Regions from separate parts of the Acanthopagrus latus genome. Here region 2 is linked to region 1. A link is a contact called in public Hi-C data. All regions are on one chromosome and are shown on one strand. Each heading gives the region's core, a stretch centred on a gene start, on an enhancer-like site or on the middle of the called end of the contact. The rest is flanking DNA. Distances are from core to core; before and after follow the strand shown.

What was found. Hi-C and Micro-C count contacts between places; a contact is called where the count stands out from the background.
Region 2: a Hi-C map of muscle shows a contact between it and region 1, with 6 times the contacts expected there. The contact joins the promoter of LOC119017704 here to the promoter of nptnb in region 1. A contact is called at or near these places in 2 of 4 Hi-C or Micro-C datasets (liver and muscle).

What each region holds. Positions count from the first base shown.
Region 1 is chr4:29,716,389-29,719,088 of fAcaLat1.1, reverse strand. It overlaps nptnb (neuroplastin b), which reads right to left and starts at 1,329. Exons shown (of 10, transcript XM_037095415.1): 1 at 1-1,329. All of the region lies in intron 7 of rec114 (meiotic recombination protein REC114), which reads left to right.
Region 2 is chr4:29,851,792-29,854,491 of fAcaLat1.1, reverse strand. LOC119017704 (trans-1,2-dihydrobenzene-1,2-diol dehydrogenase-like) reads right to left here and starts at 1,266. Exons shown (of 7, transcript XM_037094597.1): 1 at 987-1,266. The coding sequence starts at 1,190. It overlaps LOC119018266 (trans-1,2-dihydrobenzene-1,2-diol dehydrogenase-like), which reads right to left. Exons shown (of 8, transcript XM_037095787.1): 8 at 2,685-2,700.

The DNA.
Region 1 (2,700 bases), core at 80-2,579:
TGGGCGACCTCATGTGGCCGGTGGAGGTAAACTGAAGAGAGTCAGCTTGCATCTTATTCTTTTTTTCTTTTTATTGCAGACAACTACAAACAAATGAACCCCCCCCAAAAAACCACCTGAGTATTTCAAGACATTCAGAATTTGCCTCGTGGCATCATGAGGTGAATACAGACGTGTTGCTTTAGTTCATCGTGAGAGTACATTTTAAACATTCCTCTCTGTTGTTTAGTTTGAGTGAATATTCGGGGCTTGTAACTTGACTCTACAATGTAAGAAGCTCGCCTGTTGATGTATCCCTGCACCCTCTGTGCACTTTTTTTTTTTTTTTTTTGCCGGACTTCTGCTAATGGCCAGTCTGTGCTCAGCTGCAGAACAAACTTCCCTCCACTTTACAGCCCTCCCTCCAGTTTGTCCATGGGAGAGCACATTTAAAATGTAACCCCACCTGAAACTTCACACGGACCAATCAGCTCGAGCGGTGTCAGAGCAGACGGCACACCCTCCTTTGTTCGAAACCAATCAGAGTGGAAGTGTGGCATTTTGCCCGAGGGGAAAACTTACCCCTGGATGCGTTAATTACGCATCACTTAGCTGTTGCCAATGTGTTCACAACGGTGGACCCTCTTTTGGGCTTTTTACAACGACTGTCTTCATTTTTCGGTCAATCTAGTATGGAAAGTAGACAACAATGGCTTACCAGGCTGAAAAATGAACTTAGCAACAGTCCTCTGGTATCAAATGTGGCTTTTGGATTTATCCTCATGGGACTAGAGAAGCTGGTGGAGCTGGAGTTTGAGTGTCCTTGCAACCCTACATGGAACGGAGTGTTTTCATCAGCATTCTTCATCATTCCTGCCGTCATGGCCTTTACCTTGATGCTGATCATTCAAGGATGCAGATGTGATACGTGGTGCAGGAAAACTGTTTCCCTTTCCAGTTTCGTGCCTGCTATCGTGTGGCTGATTTTGTTGTTCCTCGATGGCCAATACTTTGCTTGTGCTATGACAGACTGGGAGGGTAGATTTGTACTAGTTGACAAGGCAGCTCCGCAGAAGTGGTGCGAGCCAATTAGTGAGGGAGATGTCACCCCACAAGAACTAATGCTCCGCTCGCAGCAGCTGTTTGTTTTTTCTCAGGTGAGTTGAATATTTTCTACTGCTTTTACTTAAGATTATGTAGGATGGTTGCGTGGAGACTCGTTTCTCACAGAGTATGTGCTGGAGAGAGTAGATATCCATGAAACGTAAAGTCATTACCAGGAAAACTACTAATATAGGCTCTCTTAATAGACTTTTTAAAATCAAAAATACACGTTATCTGTGGGTGTTTACTAAACGAAGTGTTGCTCTGCTCTTTGTACCCCAGGTTATAGGCATAGTCCTCCTCATTGTCATCTGTGTGGGTCTCGTAGTGTATGTAATCAGAGAAAGCTGCCAGCAAGAGGTGGAGATGCAGGATGCAGATGTAGCCGAGCTCACTGTGCTCAGGATGAGCTCTCTACGGACCAGGACATCATGAGAGGACTTACACCGCCCACCACACCTGCCATTAGCTGGCATGGACACTTTGTAAATACCTTGAACAGGCTCTACTAAGAGTCTTCATAACAATTGTCAATAAGTGCTGTTTCAGAGTTGTTTTTTTTCCTTCTCATACAAGTTGGTCATAGGTTTTAAACGGTCTGTATGAAGTTGCCGTTAATATGGACATTATTGCAAACAGGGTTTATATTTTTTTCTGTATTATCAGTGAATATGTAACCGTTGTTGTGTCAGTGTTGATCTCATACTTCAGTGCGCCATGGTGTCAGTTTTTAATCTCGTTAAAGGAATAATTCAGTATTTTGGGATATATGCTTGATTGTCTTTTTTGCCAAGAGCTTTATGTCAAGGTCGATAACACTCTTATGTCTGTCCAGTGAATATGAAGCTGCAGCCAGCAGCCTCTTAACTTAGCTTAGCTTAGCTTAGCATAACGACTTGGAATAGGGGAAAACAGTCAGCCTGGCTTTGTCCGAAGGCAACAGGATCAGCTTACCCCCTTCTCTAAAAGGACACTAAGTCATCTCTGATCTTTGTTTGTTTGATCCATACAAAAACCCAAATGTAAATATGATACTTTGATGTTGTATGGGTGGTTATGTGCAGAGCTATTTCTTATATGCAAGAAGTAGCCAGTCAACCAGCAGAAAACCCCAGGAAATTACTGCATGAAACAGGCTGGCATTTGTAACTCCTGTTGAAAGGTGAAAAATTGGTTTCCTCTCCCCGTCTGTTCAGTCTTTATGCTAAGTTTGGCCAACTGGCTGCTGAATCAAGCTTTATGTTTACTGGAGAGACATCCAGTGTTATCGATCTTCTCATATAACTCACAGCAAGAAGGCAAAGATGTCAAACTATTCCTTGAAAGTGATGGTTTCACTTTGGCACATTTTGTGTTTGTTTTTTTTTTATCGGAGATGAAATGGCCGCCAGCAGCTCTGGGAAATTCAGTCAGTACTGTTCTCTTACTCTCAACTTTTTATATCTTGAAAATAGTATTTCATTTTTCTAACCTGGAAACATTTTTTGTGCCTTTTGTATTAGCTATATCGACATAAGTGGAATCCTCCGGGCAGCTAATATTGATCTGACTAACACTAACTGACTTGTGCTATTGTTTGAGGTGTGCATGCCAAAAATGAAGTGATTTTTCACTAGA
Region 2 (2,700 bases), core at 17-2,516, 140 kb before region 1:
ATAAAGGAATACTGATTCTGATAAAAAACAAATGGAGGTCAAAGTCTTCCACATGTTGCAGACTGCAGCCTCCATTGTATTCAAACTCCCTGATGTCATGTGTAGGTGTTATTGAGCTCCTCAGAGCCTCAGATTACATCTCTCCATCAATTCATTTCGGCCTGGTTTTGATGGTGTGAACTTCAGATCCTCTAACTTGCGAGCTGCCACAGCCACAACCTGTGAATACACTTTGTAGACCTGGTTTATTGAGGTGGTTTCGTTCCACCTTAATGAAAGACCCTAATGTGGTACTGAACCTGTTGTTAGTCTGTAAACTTGACCGGAGGCTGATGTGAGGGCTGTCTGACTGCAGATGATGTTCTCTTCCCCATATGACATCCATACTGACATATCACACTTTCTGCATGACTTAATTAATAAATGTGTGTATCGCTGAGATAGAACTCACCTTTAATAACTGCTTTAATTCATTGCTGAACACCTTAATTGTCACTTTCAACTACATTTGTGAATACATTTGTCTGCCAATTCCTTTTAGTGTGGTAAATCAGTTAATGGTGAATAATCTGAAGCTGCTTCAATTCATTCTTTGATGCATTAATAGTAAAAATAAAAACATTTGGTTGGTTGTGTAAGGGCGCATTAATAAACCAAAACTAGATGCCCATTTTTGTTCATCTTTACGGTAAAAAAAACAAAAGGCGGTCCAAGTGCTCGACATGTTGCAGACTTAAGCCTCCTTCGGATTTAAACTTCCTGATGTCACATTAAGTTGATATTTAACTCCTCAGAGCTCCAGCTTACAACATGTCCAGCGTTTCATTCCGGCCTGGTTTTGACGGTGTGAACTTCAGCGCGTCACAAACTGCTGACACCTGCGCCCGGGCGGGGCGGCTCGAACAAACCTCGACGTCTCTCTCCGACATCCCGCCTTCTGAAACATGAGGTGCATTACGTGTCGACGCGTCCACTCATACTGATACCTGGTGGTCCCCGGGAGGAAGAGTTTTCAGCGCCACCGTGAAGTCGTGGCTGATCTTCCCCGCGCTGCAGATCCCCCACCTGGTTGCCATGTTGGACTGACACTGATTGGGTGTCGGTGCCGGCCACAGCGGCCGCTCCCCGCCGCAAGGTGGCGCCACCGCATCAGTTTTGACTGTGTGACGTAGCACAAAAACAAACATCATGATGTGGCCATGATGATGATGATGATGGTTTGTGCTAACAGAAGCAGAAACGTGACCTCCAGATAATGATCATGAGACAAATATAACTTTTGTTCTATTTTATTTTGTTTTTCTTTGATTTGCACTTTCAGCTGCATTAGATGTATGAAAGTTGCTATTTGAATAAGATTTATTATTATTATTATTATTATTATTATTATTATTATTATTATTATTATTATTTAATCGTTTGTCTGCTATTAACCATTTTACAGTTATTTTTATTTTACTGTCATTTATATATTTGATAATAAATATTTTTTATGTCTTATGTTTTATGTTTTTGGTTTGTGTGAAGCACTTTGAGTCACATTATATGTATAAAAGGTGCTGTGTGAACAAAATTTTTTTATTATTATTATCCAGTAATTTCGTTATTTACTATTTACTATTTTACAGTTATTTATTTATTTATATTTATATATATTTTATATGATATGTTTTTCATGTGTTTTATGTTTTTGTTTTTGTCTGTGTGAAGCACTTTGAGCTGCATGTATGAGAGATACTGTATGAATAAGATGTATTATTATTATTATTATTATTATTATTATTATTATTATTATTATTTAATAATTGTAGTAGTATTAGTATTAGTATTGTATACTATCTGCTATTTTACAGTTATTATTTATTTATTTATTTATTTGTACCTCAGTCTGCATTTTATTTTTATGGTACTACTCACTAATAATGTGAATTGTTCTGTATCGTGCTTCACTGACAATTTCCTGTGTGTTAAGTGAAGTTACCTAATAATAAGAAGAACAAAAATAATAATAAATAACACACTGATATTTTTTACTCTGCACTGCATCTCTTGTGCTTCTTTTTTTCAGGGTGACATATTTTTTTTTTTTTTTTTCATGCAGTGACCAAAACTTGTTAGAGGTCAGCCACAAAACGGCCTTCCCAAAAGCAGACATGTAGAGGGACCTGTCACTTTGTCCGGGCTGATATTCATCATATTGCATAAGCCTGGATGGTCCGTGTATGAAACCCCTGTATTAAAATCAGTACATGTGATGGGGTAGAGTTGTGGCACAGAAACAGGACAACACGTATAGAGAAATATGTGCAGCATTCTGTAGTCATTCAGGAAAAAGAAATAAAATAGGCAAAAATAATGTTGATGAATTAAAATGTGCCATTTTGCATTCAAAGACTGCATCCTGCATGAACCCAGACAACCTCCATTTTTTTTAGGATCCCTGTGAGCCCAAAAGGTTGGGAACAAGTATTAAATGAGGCGTGCTCTTTGCTGACTCACAAAGGCCTTTCTCTCTGTCCTATCCTTGAAAAAGCGGACAGTGCAACCTATTTTTGTTTCGGAGAACATGAATCTATTTGTACACGGCTGCAGGGGTCAGACATGACAGAACACTTTGATTCAAATGTGCCACTCCGAGTCTCTTCTCTCCTCTCCAGCGGATGATATTTGGAATGAGACAAGGCTTTCACAATCAGTCCT